2 separate regions of the Oryctolagus cuniculus genome follow, and region 2 is linked to region 1. A link is a contact called in public Hi-C data. All regions are on one chromosome and are shown on one strand. Each heading gives the region's core, a stretch centred on a gene start, on an enhancer-like site or on the middle of the called end of the contact. The rest is flanking DNA. Distances are from core to core; before and after follow the strand shown. Region 1 holds the start of DNAJC21 (DnaJ heat shock protein family (Hsp40) member C21). Region 2 overlaps AGXT2 (alanine--glyoxylate aminotransferase 2).

Evidence for each region. A called contact is a pair of places that touch in the nucleus more often than the background predicts.
Region 2: a contact with region 1 is called in a Hi-C map of psoas muscle, with 2.5 times the contacts expected there. The contact joins the enhancer-like site here to the promoter of DNAJC21 in region 1. A contact is called at or near these places in 2 of 6 Hi-C or Micro-C datasets (psoas muscle and skin fibroblasts).

What each region holds. Positions count from the first base shown.
Region 1 is chr14:60,589,241-60,596,226 of mOryCun1.1, forward strand. DNAJC21 (DnaJ heat shock protein family (Hsp40) member C21) reads left to right here and starts at 4,069. Exons shown (of 12, transcript XM_008262105.4): 1 at 4,069-4,317. The coding sequence starts at 4,221. BRIX1 (biogenesis of ribosomes BRX1) reads left to right here. Exons shown (of 10, transcript XM_002714131.5): 9 at 230-358; 10 at 565-1,005. The coding sequence ends at 834.
Region 2 is chr14:60,660,431-60,667,416 of mOryCun1.1, forward strand. It overlaps AGXT2 (alanine--glyoxylate aminotransferase 2), which reads right to left. Exons shown (of 14, transcript XM_008262107.4): 14 at 3,789-6,986. Among named protein-coding and RNA genes, the nearest start is that of AGXT2, 52 kb to the right of the region's middle. Within about 2 kb of position 3,056, at least 3 of the 8 cell types and tissues checked have an H3K27ac peak or open chromatin away from gene starts, as enhancers often do.

The DNA.
Region 1 (6,986 bases), core at 2,819-5,318:
AATTTGAAAGGACACACTAAGAAAAGGTTTGTATTTTGTCATACCAACTCTGTGTAACTAGTGATAGATTTCAGAAAATATTGATGCATTGGCACTTGTCAGGATTCACCTCTACCTTAATTTTGCTGATTGTAAGTTATTTAGGCACACTTATAATGAGGTTATAGGCAGTATATCTTCTAGGATAGTATATTCAAACCAAAATGAAATGTTTCCCTTTTTATTAAAGATCATAGAAGAAGATGCTGCTCTTGTAGAAATAGGACCTCGTTTTGTCTTAAATCTTATAAAGATTTTCCAGGGGAGTTTTGGAGGACCAACTTTATATGAAAATCCTCACTACCAGTCTCCAAACATGGTAAGCTGTTTCATTGTTAATGGTCTTTGTTGTACCAGAACATTTCTATGAAATAATTAATGTTCTCTTTTACCTATGAAACTGAATTTGGTGTTTGCTGCATAAACTTGAAAATTTCTACTTTTTTTTTAATGACACTGTGTGAAGGGAAATAGTTTTCATAAGTGAATGTCTTTGCCTTATTAAAATGTGTAATTTTTTTCTAGCATCGGCGTATTGTAAGATCCATGACAGCTGCAAAGTACAGAGAGAAACAGCAAGTGAAGGACGTGCAGAAACTGAGAAAGAAAGAGCCGAAGACCATACTTCCCCATGATCCCACTGCAGATGTTTTTGTTACTCCAGCTGAAGAGAAACCCATAGAAATACAGTGGGAGAAACCGGAACCTAAAGTTGATTTGAAAGCAAGAAAGAAAAGGATTTACAAGAGGCAAAGGAAAATGAAACAGAAGATGAACAAAGGGAATGCAAAGTGAATCCGCGGGTGACCAGATTTGCAGTTAGCGTGTATTTATTCCATACTGAATATGTAAATACTTTATTTTCTAGGTTCTCTTAGGTCTATTTAGTGTGACATTGAATAAAGGAAAATTTTAAATCTTGATGATGTTTTTCTAAATAAAATAAAACCAGAACTGATAAGTTAATTTGTTTTTCTTTTCAAAGTTTTTGTGTGTGTGTCAGTAAAAAAGCATACTCAAAGGTTAGTCCTCTTTTGGTTTAGCAAAGTTGGAATTCAGCTTTGTTATTTTGGGGTCCTAATTACTTGTAAAACAAAGTAATCAGTTTCTTATTGGAGGTTTCATTTTTATCTCTTTTGGGGGTGGGAAGGATGGGCTGGCTTAGGTGTTTGCAGTGAGCATTTCTACACAGTTTGTTTCCTAGAAGTAGAACTCGGGTCAAATGTTTTGAACACTATTATTTTTGCTTAATTCTCCAAAAATTGTACCTCACCAGAAGTTAGAGTTAATTCCTTGTACCCTTGCCAGTGGTGAAATAATCTGTCATTGGATTTAAAAAAATCATTTTTGGTCAGGTATTGGTTTTTCTTGAGTGATTGTGTGTGTGTGTTTTGAAGATTTATTTACTTATTTGAAAGTCAAGAGTTACACAGAGAGGAGAGGCAGAGAGCGAGAGGTCTTCCATCTGATGGTCACTCCCCAGTTGGTTTCAACGGCTGGAGCTGCGCCAATCAGGAGCCAGGAGCTTCTTCCAGGTCTCCCACAAGGGTGCAGGGGCCCAAGGGCTTGGGCCATCTTCTCCTTTTCCAGGCCATAGCAGAGAAGTGGATTGGAATAGGATCAGCCGGGACTAGAACCGGTGCCCATATGAGATGCCGGCACCTTAGGCCAGGGCGTTAACCTGCTGAGCCACAGCACCAGCCCCCATAGTAAGGTTTTTCTAGACATCTTCTTTAAGTTATATTTAAATTTTTTTAAACGATTTATTTATTTATTTGAAAGAGTTACACAGAGAGGAGAGGCAGAGAGAGAGGGGTCTTCCATCCACTGGTTCACTTCCTAAATGGCCGCAGTGGCTGGAGCTGTGTCAATCTGAAACCAGGAGCTTCTGTGTCTCCCACGCGAGTGCAGGGGCCCAAAGATTTGGGCCATCTTCTGCTTTCCCAGGCCACAGCAGACAGGTGGATCAGAAGTGGAGCAGCTGAGACTGGAACCATTATGCCATAGCACTGGCCCCACATTTTAATTTCATATTTTAAATCTTTCATGTGGGCAGAACTGTCATCAATCTTACATGGTTTTTTTTTTTTAATTTTGTCAGCATTCCTGGGTTTAAGTAGGCTACCTGAAATCTTCAAAGTCTTCTAAATTGTGCAAGTAATTCAGGTTAGATTTTCAAAATATTTATGGCTAATTAAGGCCAAATCTGGTTGAAAGCAAAAAATAATGGCCACTATGTAGCCTTGGATGAAACTAAGTCATAGTCAATGTTTGTTTTTGAACACCCATGCATATCTACAAAGTTACAGGCAAAGATAGATTTTTTTTTTTAATTTTTGACAGGCAGAGTGGACAGTGAGAGAGAGAGAGAGAGAAAGGTCTTCCTTTGCCGTTGGTTCACCCTCCAATGGCCGCCGCTGCAGCCGGCGCATCGCGCTGATCCGATGGCAGGAGCCAGGATCCAGGTGCTTTTCCTGGTCTCCCATGGGGTGCAGGGCCCAAGCACCTGGGCCATCCTCCACTGCACTCCCTGGCCATAGCAGAGAGCTGGCCTGGAAGAGGGGCAACCGGGACAGAATCTGGCGCCCCAACCGGGACTAGAACCCGGTGTGCCGGCGCCGCAAGGTGGAGGATTAGCCTAGTGAGCCACGGCGCCGGCTCCAAAGATAGATTCTGTTCTTGAGAGCATAAAGTTCCCATTTCCCCTCAAGCTCAGACTTCTCAGTCCATGTCCAGTGCCAATGCCAAAAGGTTGAGGCTGTGGAAAATAAAAGTTTTGAATGGTGACTGGTGACATTGCTGTGTGGAGAAACCTGGTAAGGCTTAGGGTTGGTTTTGATACTAGGGAATAAGGGATAAACAAATTGTTCATTTCAACAGGTGTCAGAAACACCACTAACCCTTCTGTCCTTACCCATATGTAGTTGATACAGGAAACTCACAGGTAGTGTGTGTGAATACTCCACATTACAGGGGAATGTATTGGTGTGTGGATGCAATTTAAGGACAGTGGGATATGACACCTTATCAAATTGCAGCAGTTGTACAGATCCTCCGTACTGTAATACAATGTAATACATGTAGATCAGCCAGAAGCTACTGGTTAAATACTATTCCATAGCCACTTTCTCAGTCCAAGCCAATTATGGAAAGGTAGGATTATTGACCAGAAATACATTTAAAGAGGACTGGATGGATGAATACTCAACATTTTATCCTTGACAATAATAAAGCTTTTGGTATGTTACTTGAAGAAATGTTTATCTTACTGTAATTTTCCATGTAGATCAGAGTACTAAGTGGCAGCTGAAGAGTTGGAAAGAGATTAAGGAAAGAGATTAAAAATTGGGTTCAGTCCAGCCAAGTACTGCCACTGTCAGCTGAGGAGGGTCAGGCCAGCCACAGGACTACTTGAGTTGCTGGCTCAGTGGTGAAGATGCCTCTTGGGAAGTCTGGGAGTCTGTCCTGTGTCAGAATGCCCAGGTTCGAGTCCTGGCTCCGCTCCAGATTCCAGCTTCTACCCATGTGTACCCTAGGGGTAGCAGGTGATAGCTCAAGCAGTTGGGTTCCTGCATGCACGTGGGAGATCCGGATTGACATCCCCACTTGTGGGTTTGGCCAGGCCCAGCCCTGGATGTTGCTAACATTCGGGGAAATAACCAGGGATGGAAGTTCTCTGTATCCTTTTCAAACAAAAGGTGAACATTTATAACTTATAATATAGTCAGAGCCCTACAAGATATTTACCAGAACCTCTCATAGCAACCCTATTCCGTCCCATCAGCTTTCAGATCAGCGGCCAAGTAGACGCCACTCAATCTGATAGCCATCTGTGGCCCTCACAATGACACCTGACGGCCCTGCCTCCCTTCCGCGAGGCTCCGCCCCCACCCCGCCGCTGCCCCGCCTCCCTCGCGCGCGGCCCTTCCGGGAGCAGATCCGCCCCGCCTCCCATGCGGAGCCGCCGCCGCCGGCACCGCCCCCTCCGCGCGCCCGCGTGCCGCAGCCCGCGTCGCCCGCCAGCGCCGCGCGCCTCCGCCGTCCCACGCCGCCGCCGCCGCCGCCGCGCTCGCTGGCTGGCCCGGTGCGGGCGCCGGGCTGCCGCCGGAGGAGAGGCCCGTCAGCGCCGCCGCTGCCCCTGCCCGGGCCCGGGTCGCCCCGGCTCCCCGCCTGGCCCGGCGATGAAGTGTCACTACGAGGCGCTGGGGGTGCGGCGCGACGCCAGCGAGGAGGAGCTCAAGAAGGCCTATCGGAAGCTGGCCCTGAAATGGCACCCTGGTAGGTGCTGTCCCGCAACCGCCGCGGGCCCGCGACCCTTCTCACCCCTCTCCTGGGCGACGCCGGGGGCCCGGCCCGGCGCCCCGCTCCCAGGCCCCTCCGGCTCAGAACCCCGCTCTTTCCCGACGGTCCCGGCTCCCGCATGGCCACCTGATGGGGAGAGACAGGTGTCGGCGACTTCACCTGCGCCCCCGCACACACCCGGGGCGGGGGCCGGGGCCGGGCCGCGAGGCTCCGAGCTCAGGCTGGCCCCTGCCTCGCCCCTGGTGGGCCTCAGTCCATGGAGCTCCCAGAACTTCATCCAGGAATCCCTAACTTGGGCACCTTTCTCAGCGAAATTAAGTCAGGGGAGCTCGTCAGGGGCCCTCTAAAAGGAATGCTTCTCTCTGCTGCTCGTGGGCCGGCGAAGCAGCCCTGCGCCTCACTTGGGACCCGGTTCTGCGGCTCACTCTGATGGAGTGTCCGCCCGTGTGTGTGTGTGTGTGTGTGTGTGTGTGTGTGTGTGTGTGTTGATTTAGAACTATGCCGCCTCTGGTGGTTCTGTTTGGTTGTGACCCGGGCCTGTGTGGCATTCCAGCCCGGGAAACTACGAAGTTGAATCTCAGCCTTCTGGGGTTTATAATAAGGAGCGTGAGTAGTTTCATGAATTCGTAAACACAGCTGGCAGGTGATCGCCTTGTATGCATGCGAACTCTGAAATGCCAAGACAGGGACCTCGGAGCCTCGCTGGGCAACACGCCACACATACATACAGGTGCAAATGAAACAGTGTAACGTGGTGATGGGTTGGTAGTTGGGTTAACAGAGCAACTAATAATTTCCTGGGAATTATCTGTGTGTGAGCAGGGACTTGAGTTACCTTGTCACCGAGGACCCCGGGGGAACAGAATTTGAAAATGCAAACTTAAAGTATGGGGGGGAGCACAGTGGGGGCAGAAGACGGGCCAGGGGCAGTTGGACCGAGGTGGTGGTCCTGGGAAGGCGGAGATGAGGGAACGGGCAGAGGCCCAGCTGGGAAGGGGTGTTGATGGTTGCTGAAACAAGCAACAGGTGTGAGTCTGTTCTTCAAAGGAATACTGACTGCCAGCAGAAGCACTGAAAAATGGCATGAAAATCAGGTACTTCCCAAAAGTTCTTTGGAACTGTAATTAAAAGATGACTTTATTTTGCTTCAAACATTTTTTTGAAATCCCTGCAGCTTTTCGACAGTATGCATTTCCCGTGGACTTTTTGAAGACTTTTCATATAGTGTAAGGACAGATGTAAATGGCCCAAGTACCGAAATGTTTATCACATCAGGAAGTTAGACGATATTGTCAATGTTGTCAATGTTAATAAACCCAGAAGTAATATTGGTAAAGAATATTGGTAGAGTAATGAGGTAATTACCTTTAGTAACTGAGTTAGGAAATCAGAAAGAAGTTAGAGGGGGCCAGCACTGTGGCATAGTGGGTAAAGCCACCACCGGCAGTGGCAGCATCCCATATGGGCTTAACCAACACACTGTGTTGTGAGTGGCAGCTTAGCTCATCGCATCACAAAGCTGATCCCAGCATATGTAATTTTGGTAACACTATTAAATGTTTTTGAAGAATAGTTTGACATCACATTGTAGAGGGTCTTGAATGTTCCTGAGAGATTTGTTTTACCACTAAAGGAGAGTCACGGCTGGTGTTATTAATAAGTCTTGGAGGATCCTGGGGAGGCAGCCCAGTGCCTTGAAGAAGCCTGGAGACAGAAGTCAGTCCACAGGGGACAGGTTGTTACCCAATCGAGGCTCAGGGTCAGGCTAGGGCAGAGACCTCATAGGGAGAGATGTTGACAGGAGAAATTACCAGATTTGGTGATTAATTGGCAATCAGTGCATGAAAGAAAGGATGAAGTATGAAGATGTTAGTAAAATAGCATATAACTGCTCTGAAACCTGTCAGGAACTGAATGTGCATATATATCTTTTCTATCACTGTGATTAACGGCATCTCAGATATCTTTTGGTTTGAAAATGCCTCACTCAAAAAATGTTTAATTTTGTTCAGTGTGCACTGCATCTTAATGTTTCTATAGTAAAGCTTTGCTTAACTCAAATGGAAAAGCTGTCTTTTTTATGGTATTAAAGAACAAGTAATTACCTTGATTGAGGGACTGAGAATAATTTTCAGTAAGGTCAATAATTCTGTCTAGTAACATCTGTGTGATCTCAGGGCAGCTTTTAGTAATTCATCTGATGAAAGCGGAAAAGGTCCCCGTCTGAGGGCAAAAAGGAAAAGGGGCAGCTTCGGTCTGATGATGCAGGGGCTGTATGAAGGCAGGTACGAGGTGCTTAGGAGCAGGTGAATCCAGCCGTGACTAGGTTTATGTGTTGGTGGGAGAAGGGAGAGCTGTCCAGGAAATTAGCTGCTGAAGAAGGGACATGTAGGTGGAGACCCCAAGGCGGAATACAGGTAGAGGGAGGCAGGACACGACGAGCATGGCCCGGTAAACAGCGGCCACCTCACTAGGGTACAGGGTCAGGACTTGGACCTAAAGGCATTGGAAGCCGCTGACGAATTGGAAGTAGGGGGATGGTGGGTTTGTGTTTTTCAAGTCTCTGGCTATATTGGGCAGAATGGACTGTAGGGGCCAAGCAAGACTGGAGCTGGGGAGGCTGGGTGGTCAGGCAGCAATGATGG
Region 2 (6,986 bases), core at 1,806-4,305, 70 kb after region 1:
CTCACTTTCAAACTTCCCATCTCATTAGCATCTCATTAGCACGACAAGGTCACCTTTACAGCCAATTACCAACATGCCCATTACACAGGAGACCTCTGGTCTCAGTGCTAAGCAAGCCTGCCACACCCTGATGTCCCAGAGCTCAAAGATGCCTCAAAACTACTTCAGTCGAGTCCAGGAATCGTCCTGCTGCTGTGCCCTGCTGCTGTTTGAAGTTTCAGAGTAGAAAACGCTGAGTTTTGTTGCTCTGTCTGATTCAACCTGCTCACGTCACAGATGAGAGGATGTTGACCTCACCCACTTGGGGATGGTGCTTACTGAACCGTGACCGCAAACCAGGCATCTCTGCTGGTCTTTACCTTATGCCTCGTTCTGGGATGGACTTAACCTCAAATGTCTGGTAATGAGAAACACACTTGCAGCAAACAGCTGAGTTCTCTGCTATAGTGAACATTTCTCCTCACCTAGATATGAAGTCTGTTTTCCTTAAGGCAGCTAAATCTCTCCATTCATGTAAACATTCATTCTATGAATTTATACAATCTAAACCTCTGTATTAATCCCTCCCCCATCTTCACTGAGAGAAATGTTTTCTATACATGAATATCTTCTGTGAACATTTCTTAAAATTGTTGCAAAATTGAATATTTTAAATGTACAATTCTTGACATTGAGCACATTCACAATGTTGCATAATTACCACCACTATCCATGCTTAGAATTTTTAAATTACCCCAAATAGAAGCTCTGTACCCATCGAACAATAACTCCCAGCTGTTCTCTATTAGACTCTCTGTCTCAATGAATTTGCCCTGGGGACCTCATGTCAATGGAAATAAACACTAGCTGTCCTTTAGTGACTGCCTTTGTTCACTTAACAAGTTCAAGGTTTACCCATGCCATGGCATGTAGCAGAATCTCTACCCCTTTAAAGACTGAAAAATGTTCCATTGCTTAAAGGCCCATGAAAAAATTTTGTGGATTTCAAAAAAAAAAAATTTCTTTTGTATGAAAATAAATATCTTTTAACTACATTTTAAATGAACTTTCTGAAATACTCTCAGGTGAACATACCAGGATGTGCTTTTTCACGTATGGATATTTGATATTTGATGGCTATTTGCCCATGCCCACCTTTGGCTTTTGTAAATTATGCTGCTGTGAACATGGGAATATCATTTGTTTGAGTGCCTACTTTCACTTCTTTGGGGTATATACACATAAAGGCCGGACTGGCTACAGCATATGGTAATTCTATGTTTAACTTTTTGTGCAATCCCCATGCTCTTTTCCACAGCAGAAAACAATACTATCAGCAGTGCACAAGAACTCAGTTTGTCTGTGTTTTCACCAAATACTTGTTATTTCCTGTTTTTTGATAATAGCTATGCTAGTGGGTATGAAGTAATATCTTCTGTGGTTTTGAGTTGCATTTCCCAAAAGATTTATAACATTGAGTATCTAATCATATTTTTTCATCCATTTGTATATCCTTTTGAGGAAATACCCATAAAGTCCTGTGCCCATTTTAAATATATATATTTTTGCTGATGAATTGGAGGAGTTCTTTATATATTCTTGGTATTAATCCCTTATCATATATATGACTTACAAATACTTTTCTCCTTTTTTTCTTTCTTTTCACTCTCTTGAAAGTTTTTTTTAATGCAGAAAATTTTTAACTTTTGCATAGCCCAATTTAACTGTTTTTAATTTGTTGCCTATGCTTTTGGTGTCATGTCCTAGACATACCTGCCAAATACAATGTAATGAAGATTTTTCACCTATATTTTCTTCCAAGAAGTTAATGATTTTTAGCTTTCATGTTTAAGTCTTCGGCTCATTTTGGGTTAATTTTGCATGTATCGATAAGAAAACTGCATTCTTCTGCCTGTGGCTTTCCAGTCTTATCAGCACTATTTCTTGAAAAGAATGTCCTTTCCCTATTGAATGGTCTTGAAATGCTTGTCAAAAATCAAGTATATGCATGATTTTATTTCTGGACTATCTATTCTACTCTATTGGTCTGTGTATCTGTTCTTACGCTAGTACTTTACTGTTTTGATTACTGTAGTTTGTGGTACTGTTTATCAAAAAAATAAATTTGTGAGGCAGAGAGACAGAAAGAGAGGGAGGGGGAGGAGGAGGAGGAGGGGTAAGCGGAGGGAGAGGGAGAGGGAGAGGTAGAGAGAGAGATCTGGTTAACTGCCCATATGCCTGAAACATCTGGGGTTGGCCATGGCTGAAGCTGAGGGCCTGGGACACAGTCCAGGTCTCCGACATGGGTGACAGGGATTAAATTACTTGAACTTTCATTTCCTCCCAGGCTCTGCATTAGATGGAGCCAGGAATTGAACCCAGCTATGGGTATGTGGGATGCAGTATCCTAACCTCCACTCTAAATTCCTGTTTCTCTGGCGAGTTTTGAGATCAAGAACGTGAGTCTTTTTCTCAGGTACATTTTTTTAAGAAATTGTGTAACTACACAGCTTGTTCCTTTGAAGAATGCTTTCAAAAATGGCAAAATCTGAATCTTGGAAAGTTTAATACAGAAACTAAACTGCTTTCTTCCCTGAACCACACGGATTGAATGAATATACACCCTACTTCCTTTGATATGAAGCCAGTGCGTGTCCCCTCAACCCTCTAGAAGGATTGGAGGAGTCAGGGAGGGGTTGATTCTGGGTGACATAGAGAAGTAGCAGAGAGGGGGAAGGGAGGCAGTGCTCCTGGGCAGGGAAGGAATCCTGCTGCAAAGATGGAAGGAGGGGCTTACAGACATGGCTCCCAGGGTCTAGGAGTTGGCTCCAGGAGTACTGTCAAGAATAGAGAGGGCCTTCGAGCCCAGGTTGGTTGAACTGGCACAGGACCACCGCAGCCGCATGGATCAGGCCACTGCCAGGTGGTCCTGGTATGTGTGGGTGCCACACAGAACTAGTGGGAGTCCTCCTCTGTGGGACAGTGATTATCAACAACACTCCTACAGGAGTGCAGTGATAGTGCTGGTCCTCGCCCCCAGTGCCAGCTTAGGAAGAAGAAACTCCTAAAAATATTTCACTTCTGGCAGAATTTCCATTCTCCTCCTACCTCCTTGCTTTTTAAAAATTTCCTTCAAGTACCAATGAATGATGCCTGCAAGTTGTGACTTTTTGCAAGAGCAGAGAAGGAGGTAACAGGAAGGGCCCTTAGCTTAGCTCTTTCATGGTGAGGGTGAGGTGCTGACTGTCAGTCTGGACAACATGACCAAGGAGGGAACAGAGCAATAAATGGACCAAGCAAGTCCCAAGTGTACCAAGGGCCAGCAGTGAAGAACACATCAGCTATGACTGCCAAGTCTGGGACACTCAGAGGAGACAAAAAAAGCTGTGATTGGCAGGTGAACAGGGCAGCAAAAGGGCTGGCAATGAAGTGAGATAGGCTCAAATTTGCTTAAGACTGGCTGGGATGGCTGGGGGGATTAGCCAGCACCAGGCACTTACGGCAAGAAAGCAATGTGTCAGTAAATATCTCTGTAGCCAGGAGTGCAGGAAGAGAAGGCAGGGGGTGCACAGAGACACTAGGCCGCTGGCTGTGTGAATTTCAAGTCAAGTGGAGGAGAATGTTCAGGAGATGTGCTTAGGATTATCAGTACCCAGATGGAAAGCCACCAGGAAAATCACTCAGACAGAATGTACAGAGAGGAGGACGAAAGGGTCAGTGTCATGTCCCTAGAGTGTACTATTATCTGGGGCAAATGAAACCAGAACCAATGTGTGAGAACGGAAAGGACCCGAGAAGTGATATGAACATGGAAGTCTGGCCGGCGCTATTGCTCACTAGGCTAATCCTCCGCCTGCGGCACCAGCACCCCGGGTTCTAGTCCAGGTTCTATCCCAGTTGCTCCTCTTCCAGGCCAGCTCTCTGCTGTGGCCCGGGAGTGCAGTGGAGGATGGCCCAAGTGCTTGGGCTCCTGCACCTGCATGGGAGACCAGGAGAAGCACCTGGCTCCTGGCTTCGGATCAGCGCGGTGCGCCGGCCGCAGCAGTCATTGAGGGGTGAACCAACAGAAAAGGAAGACCTTTCTCTCTGTCTCTCTCACTGTCCACTCTGCCTGTCCAAAAAAAAAAAAAAAAAAAAAGAAAAAAAGAAAAGAAAAGAAAATGGAAGTCTGTAGTGCTATGAAAAATGAAAAGTAGAGGAGAGGATTTCTAAGAGCATGGCCAGCAGTCACAGATCCCACAGAGGTGCAGCTGGGATGAAGGCTTGAATGTGGCCACTGGGGCTGTATTGGCCATTTGCATCAGAATACGTTCCCAAGAGCCGTGCTGCAGAGGAAAGAGAGAAGTGAGGGAATGATGTAGCATTTTCCCACTTCTTCCCAGCACATCACTTTTAGCAAGAGGAGAAACATTTGCAGAAAGTTTTTTTTTTTTTAATGCAATAACAATGACAGACTGCATGTTTATAGGTTGAGAAGAAAAGAAGAATGTAGAAGTTAAAGATCCAGTAGAGAATGAACAACTCACACAAGATCCTGGAGAATACAGGGGAGGGCAAAGGTCGATGTGAAATAATAGCTTGACCATGAAAGTGAACACAGGCTTTGTGAAGGGCAGAGGAGCCTGGAGTTTGGGGAAGGTACTGTCGCAGGTGCAGGCCAAAAGTGCACCCTGCAGGACCCTACGAGAGTTGAGAGACCAGCAAGATGTTGGGGAGAAGGCCAGGAAAGGGCACTGGGCACCGGCTGGGGAGCAAGCAAGAGGCAATTTTAGGAAGGCAGAGGAGGGCTCTATGCAGGAGGGTGAGAATCAGAGTTCTTGTTGGATACACCTCCTGTTTTCCCATTAAGTCAAATGCCAAGTCGTGTACTGAGAGTGAGAAGGGCCAAACTGTGGACTACAGGCCTGAGCAGAGTGCAAAGATTTGCAATGTAGCCTTGGAGGAAGCGTGAAGATTTCTGGGAAGCTTCTAAATTCTTCCAGGGGTTATTAAGGCCTTGCCATACGTCATCTAACAGTGGCTTTTTCCTTCCTTTCTGAGATGGTATTTGGTAATGTCCCTAGGGTACTCTATTATCCTTATTATTATTCTTAGCAGTTAGCTAAGAATCCACACATATGATAATATGATATATATCTAAATACATACACATTGACTAGAAGTATGTAATTCTAGCTATATAGTAACAAATATCCGAATATATATACTACACATATTTGTAAATCACATACAGACATCACAGCCTTGTCAGATGACTAATCATTTATCTCAAGTGGGCTAGTTGTTGTCTAAGATGCCATAAGATCTATGGACAAAATGCACACAGCACTGTGAGGAGTTAGCTTTTGCCTCTCTGTGAGGAACATTATGTTAGGCTCCAAGTTTATGAGGATTAGATAATGTCACTTGGCCAATAGTTTAGAGTCAAGTTCAGCAGATCACATGTCTGCACAAGCACAAACGTTAGCTCAAATGGCGAGAGCCAAGTGCCTGCTAAGGAGGTTCCAGGAAAAGGCAGGGACTCTCTGCGGACAGAGTTGATAGTAATGAGCAGTGACTGCAGTATTTTCTTGTTTAAACTCTCAATAGGGTTCCATGGGGGTGATGTCATCCTCTTTTTGGGTGTGAGAAAGCTTGATATCAAATTAACCTAGAAGTTAATTTGCCCCAAACAAATCAAATGGGAGCTGGTGTAACCTCCTCTCACTGCATCAAGTCCCATCTAATGGAAAGTTTGTGTTTTCTCACTCGCTGTGGAAAACCCTATCCTGAGCTTTCTTTTGTGATGTTCTCTCTCATGGATTAATCTCACAGCCACTCCAAGGCCACCGAACTGCCCCTCTGCTCAGCACCAGTCAGATCGAGGCTTAACTCCTTGATCTTCATGACATCCAGGTTTTTGCTTCTATGGCTTCACTCTTAATGAATTCAGTGTGCTTTCTGTTTCTGTTGTGATCCTTTGTGGATGTATATTCTACTCTTACCGCTTTAAAAATATTTTTAGTTATGTGAAAGACAGATAAGAGAGCTCTCCCCAAATGCTTGCAATTGCCCAGGTTGGGCTAGGGTGAAGCCAGGAGCCAAGAACCCAGCCCAGGTCTCCCAAGTGGGTGACAGAGACTCAACTACTTGAGTCATTGCCTGCTGTCTCCTGGAGAGTACATTAATAGGAAGCTGGAAACAGGGACTGGAGTTGGGATTTAAGTTCAAGCACCCTGATATGTGATGAAAGTATCCCAAGTGGTATCTTAATCACTAGGCCAAACACTTTTCCCTACTAGAGGCAAATATGTGGCATTTTTACTGATTGTACCTCAATTGCAAGTGAGCCTTCAGTTTGGTTAAGCAAGACTAAACTACTGATGCAGGGCCCAGCTGCTTATTACTGTTGTTCCTGAGTACTGCCTATGATACTCTGATATTAACATTCTGATGATGAAGAGGCAAATTTGATGTTTCCCATTGCTCTCTTGTTATCCCTTGAAGGAAAGATGAGATTGCATTATGATTTAAAGAAGAGTTAAGCCCTCCCGCAGTTTAAATATATCATTTGAGGTGAGGCCTTTGTATCCATGCATTCTGCTTTCATGGATTCAACCAGATGTGGATGAAAAATAGTTGATAAAACCTTGTGTGTATACTGAACACAAACCTTTCTCTTGCCATAATTCCCCAAGTAATGGGAATCACAACCACTTATTTAACATTTACATTGTATTGAGTATGATACATGTTCCAGAGATGATTTAAAGTATATAAGAAGACACATGTGGGTTATATGCAAATACTATTCAATTTTATATAAGGGACTTGAGCATTGACAGATTTTGGTGTCTGGAGATAGGGGGCTGAACCAACCCCCCATGGATAATGATGAACAACTGTTTCATAAAGTTGAAAACTACACTAATACAAAAGACAGCATTTTACAATACAAATACAAGTTTGGTTTACTACTGCATTGCCTATTTACAGGTGTTATATTACAGTAATTATTAGTATAATAG